Regions from separate parts of the Mus musculus genome. Here region 2 is linked to region 1. Evidence: chromatin contacts called from public Hi-C data. All regions are on one chromosome and are shown on one strand. Each heading gives the region's core, a stretch centred on a gene start, on an enhancer-like site or on the middle of the called end of the contact. The rest is flanking DNA. Distances are from core to core; before and after follow the strand shown. Region 1 overlaps Camk2b (calcium/calmodulin-dependent protein kinase II, beta). Region 2 overlaps Nudcd3 (NudC domain containing 3).

What was found. Hi-C and Micro-C count contacts between places; a contact is called where the count stands out from the background.
Region 2: a contact with region 1 is called in a Hi-C map of myocytes, with 2.5 times the contacts expected there. The contact joins two enhancer-like sites. A contact is called at or near these places in 6 of 484 Hi-C or Micro-C datasets (the G1E-ER4 cell line, cortical neurons, liver and 3 more), 3 of 115 datasets of contacts at active chromatin or transcription factors (embryonic stem cells and stem cell-derived neural progenitor cells) and 2 of 9 other capture datasets (adipose tissue and liver).

What each region holds. Positions count from the first base shown.
Region 1 is chr11:6,035,453-6,040,203 of GRCm38.p6, reverse strand. The region is part of intron 1 of Camk2b (calcium/calmodulin-dependent protein kinase II, beta); the gene reads left to right. Among named protein-coding and RNA genes, the nearest start is that of Camk2b, 28 kb to the left of the region's middle. Within about 2 kb of position 2,828, at least 22 of the 459 cell types and tissues checked have an H3K27ac peak or open chromatin away from gene starts, as enhancers often do. A contact at or near this core is called in myocytes and neural progenitor cells, where this site is marked.
Region 2 is chr11:6,116,587-6,121,337 of GRCm38.p6, reverse strand. All of the region lies in intron 4 of Nudcd3 (NudC domain containing 3), which reads left to right. Among named protein-coding and RNA genes, the nearest start is that of Gm46269, 30 kb to the right of the region's middle. Within about 2 kb of position 1,932, at least 52 of the 459 cell types and tissues checked have an H3K27ac peak or open chromatin away from gene starts, as enhancers often do. A contact at or near this core is called in myocytes and neural progenitor cells, where this site is marked.

The DNA of each region.
Region 1 (4,751 bases), core at 1,579-4,078:
CCCTTTTTGCCCATTGTGGTCTAACTGAACATTTTATACACTGATTCCACGTTTTCCCTCTCCCCCTTATTTCTCTCACTCGGCCCTCTCCTGTTCACCATGTCAGCGATGCTTCCTCACGAATCTGTAGTCCTCCTAGAGCTTACAGTATGTATTTATAATTGATCTAAGTTCACACTCAGCACTGCCCTGGTTCTCAGGTAGCAAAGCAGTACGTTGTTACCGTGTGGGCTTTCTCACTTATCTGTTAGCTATAATCACCACATACATTGTTGCTGCTATTGTTAAGGAGAAATAAAATGTTCTCAAACAGACATGGGGGAAGTTGTTCACCAGTAAACTGTCTATGAAGTAACATTAAGATTTTCAAAAAGAAAAAGATGGCATGGATCAGAAACTCAGATCTACACAAAGAAAGAGAAAAATAAGTGACAACAATATGTTTTAAGTAAATAAAAAATACTATCACTTGATCTAGTGGGCAATAGTTTTATTAAAACAGTAGCAGCAGCATCTTTGTTGACTGTAACTAATGTAGAAATAGATGCACTGGGAGAGGGGCAGGACCAGGAGGAGAGAAAGAGGAAGGAGGAGGGACAAAATGGAACCAGTATATAAATGCTCATTAGGCCAGAGCAGGCAGAGATGGGAAGACAAAAGGAAGCAGGGAAAGGGAAAAGAGAGAAAACAGTAGCTGATGTGATAGCTAAGAACCCCGCCCTGCTCCTTAGATGCATGCGTTTGGATACTGCCCTGCTCCTTAGATGCATGCATTCGGATCCTGCTCTGCTGTCATTCCAGTGTTTCTTGTTGTGTCTGTTTGTTTGTTTGTTTGTTTCTCCCTTCCTTCCCTGTATCACAGGTCCTGGGCAGTTTCCTTCGAATGTCTCAGTTCTGTTGTTTGCCCTCAATGCTTCTCCAGCTCCCTTCTCCTTTCTTCAGCCCCACCCAGTGTGCTTTTGAGCTCCTGCAAGGCATCCTTTCTTTCTGCCCTGGTCTTTGATTTGCCTCATTGTTTCCCATTCTCCCTCAGAATTTCCATTTCTCTGATCACATTGCCCATCTGCTCCTGCGTGCATTCCAGTCTTCCCATTAGCGCCTTTAACATGTTGATCATGGTTGTTTCCAGCTCCCGATCTGCCAGTTTCAGCATCTCCCTGCCACATGGGAGCTTGCCTGCTCCGTGTCTTTTTGTCCTTTTGTTTAATTAGTAGGTTTTGGTCGACAGTCAGACATAATATAAAGGCGACAACTCTGGTAGACAGGTGTCCAGTGGTTCGGGAACTGCTGTTGGGGAGAGAGCTCTGTCAGCCCGTGCTCAGTTCTCAGCATCCAGGCTGTGACTTCACACCTGCTTTTTCTTCCCTCCCTTCCCTGTTATACATTACAGGACGGCTAGAAGGGGTTGGGGTTAGGTTTGGCTTTAGTTAGTCAGCATCCTGGGTGGCAGGCTTTGTTAAGAGGAACAGGATACTCAAATGTATTTAAAATGATTGCCTACCCACTCCCATTGCCTGATGCCCCAGAGACCGATCCCCTGATTTCCCTGTGGGAGCTGCTGGGGCTCCTGGCGGTTAGACTTACAAAAGGGTGAGTGTATGCCGTCAAGACTGGCCAGCCCACATCGAGCTTCCAGGACCAGGTGAGTGGGTTCCGATCCCAGCACTGACTCCCAGAGCCTGTGCTCTGCTAAGGTATAGTGTGACAGCAATTTGCCTGTGACCTCAGCTCCCCGGTGGATCTAGGAAGAGTTCATGACCTTTGTTTAACATGTTCAGCCTTGCGTGTGAAGAGAGGAGGGAGAGCGCTAAGCTTTTCATCCTGGACCAGAGAATGCCCCAGCTTTGCTTTCCACCTTGGCTCTTTAAACAAATCAAACCCACCAAGAACCTATCGGAAACTTATTTTATTTACCCAGGTCTGTCTCATTCAAAGCCGTATTCTTTCAATGCTTTCCTTGATATCTCCGAGTTTGGGGTGAGGAACCTTGATCTTTTCCCCTTGACATCCCCTGTTCCAAGTATATCTACTGGGGTCAATCCGTTATTCATGTCTGCTGAGCCCTAGCTGCAGGCTCTCTCCTCTACCTGCATCTGACCTTGCTGCCGCCTGGCTGCCTCTGTACTGGAGAGGGGATAGATTACTTCTGTGGTCCAAGGATCGGCCGTGCTGGAGCCGGGAGAGGCCAGTACCTGCTAGGCTTACCTTAGGAATTTATTAATATGCTGTATGAGTCTCAGATGATTCATGGTCAGGGTGCCAGGGAGATGAGCAAGCCAGCCTTGTGTGACCTTTTCAGCTGGTATGTGCTTCCTGGTACATTATGGGGGAGGATTGGGAAAATGGGGAATGGGCCAAGATTGGGGAGATTATCCTAGAGTCTACAGCAGAAAAGGGTATTCGGCAGGTCTGAGCTGCCTGAGACCACCCTACCCTTGTTCCCAGGGCCCTTTACTGTGGAAAAACCGGTTGCCGAGTTGAGGGCAGATTTCCAGATTGTCTGGTGCCTGCGTGGAGGGAGGAAGAGAGGGGCAGGAGATAGTATTCGGTCATGTTGAAAAGTAAAGGACCAGCCTGTTGACCTGTGGGTCTTTCCAAACCAGAGATCACATGACATACAGCCCTCCGTGTCCTCCTAGGGTCAGCAGACATTGCTGCTCAACCACCCAGCATCCAGACAGCTGTGTCCCAGGGTGCTATTCCTGCCCCACAGTTGTCACTTCTGCAGCCAATCCTTGGCTTGTTGCTGGGACGGGAGAGTCAGCAGCCAGTGCCTGCTGATGGGACGATCCATCTCATATCCCTGCTTCTGCCCGAGCATGCCCCTCTCAGCTGTCCATCCCACTGGCAGCAGCCCAGGATGCTGTGGCCCTGTTCCCACCTCCTGACTTGTCCCCGTGTGGGAAGAGACGGAAGTGTCCTGTGTGGGCCTGTGACACTAGCAGCTTTGGTGGGAATGAGGAGGAGCCAAGAAGAGACGTGGGAGCCCCAGCTCCTGTCACATACATCAGATGGGGGTCTCGTTATTAGGGGCGCTGGGCAAGAAGAACATGGAGCAGCTCTCCTGGGAGGGCGAGGAGCTCCCAAGAGCCTGCTAGAGTACCACCCAGGCACATGGATCTTGCTGCCTCGAGACCCCCAGGACAACCACAGACCAGGATAACTAGACAGTCCAGCTACGGCAGGGAGGGGTTAGACTGAGAAGTGCTACAGCCTGTGAGACCGAGCTTTTAATACAGGTTCATGAGAGCAGGTCATGGAGGGTCATCACCAGAATAAAGACATCCTGCGCCCACAGCACTTGAAGTCATGAGGTGACATAAACGGGCTCCTGTGTACAACCATTGGCGCACATGTAAGCTTTGCCAGGCAACAGGCCTGCTCTGATCACAGAAAGCCACATGTGTCCCCTTAGCCTAATCCTACCCAGTTGAGAATTCAGAGAGAAGCCGGGTACCCTGCTAGGGATTTCTCCATCTGAGATGTGCTCACAGAGCCTCCAAGGGCAGCAGCTGTGGGCTGGGGTGAAGTCAAGGAATCTGGGTGTGTGTTTTGATGGATGACATAGTCACCCTTCCTTCAGAAGCTTCTGCTATGGGCTTCTGTGGGTCACACGGAGTTCCAGCCATAGTCAGTGTTCCTTCCTCAAAATGTTTGGTTCTCTTGGAGCCTTTTTTGAATGAAGATTTCTGTAGCAAATATGTTAGGAGAAAGCCGCTTTCCTGGGAGACTCACCGGGCTGATGGCTAAACAAAAGAACCTGAAAGTCCTACACACACACACACACACACACACACACAAAGAATGTTCCATTTCATACCCACACCATATATCCACATGCACACACAAACAAACACAAAATAAGTAAGATGAAAAATTAAAAATACAGTTGGGCATAGTAGTACATGTCTTTGATCCCACCAATTGGGAGTCAGAGGCAGGCAGAGCTCTAAGTTCAAGGCCAGCCTGGTCTACAAAGCAAGTTCCAGGACAGCCAGGGCTACATACAGAAACCGTGTCTCAAAAAACCCAAAGCTGTAACTAAATAAAAAACGTAAAAAGTAAATAGGGGCAGTTGCACATGTTGTTAGGTTTAGAATGGAGTCATACCACGTCATGGAAACAAGGGAATTGGTCACACAGCTAATCAGGCATGTGACCACTCAGGCATGGATCAGGGTGATCCATCTACATGCCAAGAAACAGATGCCTCACTACAGAGCAGGGGAGGGCATCAGAGACCCAGGAAAGACCAGGGCTAGAGGGCCTAGCAGCTGGAGCATGGCTGACTGTTGTTAAGGTCATAAATTAATGTAAGAACACCCAATGATTTGCATTTGGAAATAAATACTGTGGAAATAACCAAACTGCTCACAGCAGGTCATTCAAGAGATGGCAAACTGGAAGCAAGCCCTTCAGTTGCCAAAAGAGAAGTTCTTGGCTGTCAGATGAGGGGAGCTCTCCACAGCTTGAGGGACTCTTGCCAAAGTGTGAGCATGATGTGTGAGGTGGAGCCCGTGGAAAAGACAAAAGCCAATAAAGGACTTGCCGAGGAGCCACGGCTGGTGCCTGGAGACCACTTGGAATTTGTGTGTATGCAGGCAGAATGCAGTGCTGTCCTTCAGTGAGAAGGGTCCCACCTCAAGCCCAGTGCTCAGAATCCAAGACATCTGGATGCTAGGCAGGGCTGGGCAGACAGCCTGGGAGCTTAGCTTGCCCTCTAGCCATCTGTGGGTGGTCCTGGACAGCAA
Region 2 (4,751 bases), core at 683-3,182, 82 kb before region 1:
AGGAAGTCCTTATGAAGACCAAAGACTAGAAGGATGTGGGCATAAATCAAGGGATGCAAACAGCCACCTGAAGCTGAAAGAAGTAAAAGGACCCTTCCCTGAAGCCTGCAGCAGGTACAGCCATGCCAACTCCTTGATTTTTGGACATCCGGTCTCCAGAACTACAAGAAATGAATGGTGATGTTTTAAATACCCTCTGCTTTGGCCTGGGACACTCACACAGGGTCCTTGCAGCATCTGTGAAGAGGAGTGGCATTCAGAGCTGTTATTGGTATCTCTAGACTCTGCAGTAAGAGGGTCTGACCTTCTCACCTCCAAGCAGGGGAGTGTAGACATGCCACTCGCTTCTCAGCCCTTCCACGTGTCCTGCTGCTTCTCCCTTTTGTGGTAGATCCCACACCAGACAGTCAGGGCAGGCAGGGGTGGCAGCTAAAACCGTGTGACAGTTCTTGCCTCCCTCCCTCCCACACTTGAGAATGTTAAATGAGACTTCTTGACTCAGGCAAGCTCCTTGCCTGGTTACAGAGATGTAAAATCAGCCGTGGCAACGGCACCAGCTACTTTTCCTGACTCTCCGTTCGGTTCCAGAAGCGAGGCACTGAGCTTGTGCATTGGCCTCGTTTTTTCCTCCCTGTGGAGAGCTGGCAAGCTGACTGCCCTCTGCATTGCGTGGGTAGCTGTAGGCAGGCGGCATGCTCTGCTTCAGGGACTATTGGACATGGCTGTGTTGCAAAGGTAGTTGGATCTGCCTGAGCAGTGAATGCCATTCCACGCATCTTCATGTACTGACATCTCACACACAAACTACTTAGCATTGTTCAGATAGCACTAGAATATTTTCTGAAGAAACAGATGTTGGAATTCCGGCTTTAAAGCTTACTTCACTGTATTTATTTATGTGGTTTTGTTTTTTCTTTTTTTTCTTTTTAGCCCTGTGAGTATTTTTATATAAGCTGTACCTCCCTGACTGTATTGAGATGATTTCCTGAAGTTATTTCTCAAAAAGTGGAACCCCAGGATAATTGCTCTGTGGCTGTCCCCGAAGGGCGCATCATTTCTAAGTGGCACTAGTGCTGCGTCAGCAGCGACACCCCTTGTCTCCCAGGACTACTTAATGTTCCTTGCCAGTTTGTCTGGGCATCTCCAGTTTTCTTTTAAGGATGAAAGGGTCCGTTGTTGGCCTTCTCTGAGTTGCAAGCCACTTTTCCTGATGTGACAACATTTCCTGGCCTATGAAGATGTCCTTGCAGGTCACTTACTGATCATGTTCATTAATCCAGAATGGAAACTACAAATTAAATTATTTTAGCATTTTGGCAAGCGCCCCAAACCTTGGTTTTATACATACTGGAATGTGAGCCCTTATACCTGTAGTGTAATGCTATCTCCAGGCTGAGGCTTGGAGATCACGCAGAAGGCAGTGACCTAAGACTGCTTGTTCCAAATGAAAGCAGGACTATGCTGAACAGTGGATGGGCCCTCAGCACCTCCTCCTGTATAGTAGGAAGAAAGTGGCACATAGCTTTGTATCATTGTGTTGTCCCCACTCTGCAAGTATAGCTGTATTCTGCCTCCCTGGGTGAGATCCATGGCTGTATCCTGTCTGACCTATGCAGCGTCTTAGTTTTTGTTTTAATTTCTTAAGCTCAGAAAGGCAGTTGATGACATTGAAAATCAGGAGACTGCTTATATCGAGCTGGCTTGCAGCATACCCATAGGAGTCAGGCTGCCCACATCTCTCCACAGTGGGTGTCGAGCTGAGCAGGTGCCCCCGCCATGCTGTCATCTCACCCCATTATCTGCCCTTGTTCCAAGGTGCCTTCCTGGAAGGAACGTCCCACAACATTCCCGTTGGCCCAAACTCAATCCCACGGGCAGCTGCGAGGAGTAAAGCCATCCTCACTGGGCACAGTGCTTCCCTGAATAGAAATGAGGTTCCGTTACTAAGGAAGGAAAGGGATAGAAATGCTGGTGAGTCATCGGCACAGATCGGGGGATGCTGAGGTAAGTTTATTCACACCGAGGGTGAAGTTTTTCTGCGAGGACATTTTGGGAGCACTGTTCAGTCAGTGACAATCTGGGGTCCCTCTGGGAAATTATTGTGTTCTGGGACCAGGCAGGTAAAGGAGGACCTGGAAAATGAGAGTGCATCCAGGAAATGGTGAGGTCACAGTGACCTTGGAAAGGGCCACCTCATTTTGCCCCAACGGTTCAGAGTGACTTTCTAAGCCACTGAGAAAGGTGGTGGCCAGGAGGCAGCAAGCAGTTTCCTTGAACAGAAGGTGCTGTCTTTAGCAGTGCCCATGCCCTGTCAGTAAGGAGAGGTCAGTGGGAGATGGGACCTCACAGGGTCCTAAGAGCTTGATGCTTATGTGTTAATGTGACAGTGTGGGAAGGCCTGGAATGAGAGGGAATGTTCTTGCAAGATACCTGCAGGTGGGCCACATACACACCTGGGTTCCTCAGGAGACACTAGACAGGGTCCTTAGCGAAGTAGAGAGGACCAGGGAAGCAGGCCAGGCTGCTACTTGAGAAGACTTACTTAGTCTTAGAAAGTAAGTCAGGGTACAGGGCCAACACAGTGGTCCTTACTCTTAAATGATTCAGAAAAAAGCATTATTTATTATGTTTTATGCAAACACATACAGAGTAGGACAGTTGCTAAATGCCTGTGTGGCTCTCTGTACTTTCAGCAATGTGTAAATTTGAAGTTTTTTGCAAATAAGAAATGAGTAGTGTTACAAACATACAAGGAAACTCAGCATCACTAGGGAAATAAAGTCAAAATTACAGTGAGATGCCTTGTATACCTGTGAGAGTGGCTGCCAAGAAGCCCATAGTGCTCAATTTGGAGGAGCTGTGGGACCCTGAACGCCTCACTGCTACTATGAGTGCCAGGTGGTGGACATAGCCAGTGTGCCCACATTGCAGCCCTAATGACCTGCTCTGTGCTCCCAAGAGGAGGAAACGCACACATCTTTACAACAGCTTCCTACCCAACCACCAAACCCTAGGAACACCTACACGGCCATGGACAGATAGTGATCACCTACATCATGGGATAGTCTTGCCAAGCATCATAGCCCACAGGATCCAGAAAGGAAGCGTGTATACAAGCCCACAAGCTGTGGTGTTCAGGGGAAGACATCCTGGACCTGGACAAGCTGGATGGCAAGATGAGCAATGCAAAATGAAGTGGAGGGAAGGCCTGGGTGTGGGTGGGTTGTAGTGGAGGCTGGAGGAGACTAAATTGCAACAGGGTGAGTTTTACTGTGTGCAAACTACACCTCCTCAAGTCTGACTTGTTACAAAGTAACAAAATGTTAAAACAAAAACAGCTAATTTAAGCAAACCATGGGACTACTTTTGCCAGGGTGTGGTCTTTAGCCAGGAACCCTTGAAATCTCTTCCATGAGCATTTTTCCTCTGTTCTCACACAACTCAGATTCTGTCTTCAGTATCAAGAATACCCTACCCTACCCTCGGAGACCTGAGTGTATTCTAACCACTTTAAGTAGTTTATTTGGAAGATTAAGTGCCCAAAGTGTCTTACCTGAGTTCCCTAGGGGTATTACTCCAAGGAAGTCAGTGATGCTCAGAAGAACGTGTCAGCTAAGACTTCTGGGACATGAAGGTATTTAAAAAGTCAAGGCTAGGTCCTGGCTGTGAGGGTAAGGAGCCAGACAGCACAGCACATGAAATGCTTCAAGGAAGCTTTGTGGCAAACAAAGGAGGCCAGGCCAAGGTAGGGGAAGATACTCATGAGCCGTCACTAACACTGCAGCCTCACTTAACCCTTGACTGCCCACTCAGAATAGTCACAGAAGCTTTGGAAATGACAGAACCTTTGGTATGGTCTCCTGCCCCAGATTCAAGAGCATCCTGAACCTTAGGGCAGAGGTCACTGAGAAAAATACTGAACCATGTATACTTGTGTATAGCCAGGCAAAAGAATAACAAGCTACGGCACCCTCGAAAATGGCTATGACAAAAACAAAACAACAACAACAAAACTAAATATCCATGAGGGAGTAGAGGGCTGGATCCTTTCCTTGTGCAGTACCAGGATGTGGAAGGAGTCCAGCTCCAGTGGGAAACGATTTGGTGCTTTCTTGAGACCTAAAGTACCATGTGAGCCAGCAATTCCATTCCTAGGTAAATACCAAAGGAAGGGAAAACAGAAACCCTTGCACATAGCAGCATTATTCACATAGCCAAAAGGGGGAGAATGGATAACAGGCTGTGGTTAATTCATCCAGTGGAATGCTCCTCAGCATGGAGAGGAATGAAGTTCTGATATGTGCCACAACACTGATGACCTTCAAAAACCTTATAATAAGTGAAAGGAGCCAACACAGAGCAATGTAAGGTTTCACTTGTGTGAAATCCAATGAGACAAAAGCATCAGTAATTGTGCCGGAGGTGTCAGGGAAGATATTTAGGAGATTTTATTATGGTAAGATGAAGAGTAATTACATCTGGCTATAGGGCTTCTTTTTGGAGTGATGTTTCAGGATACATATGTGGTTAGTTGCATACCATCATGGGTGTACCAATTGCCATTGAACTGTTGACTTTTGAAAAAAAAAGTGTTATGTAATTTCACAATAAAAAATTGTTTTAAAAATAAGGTGGCTGACATCTTTTACCAGCATAAACGAGTGATGCATTTTGGTGTTACTTGGTGATATGATATGGCTGAACCCATGCTGTCTGTACAACAGCCCTCAACTGCTCCAGTTAGGTAGTTG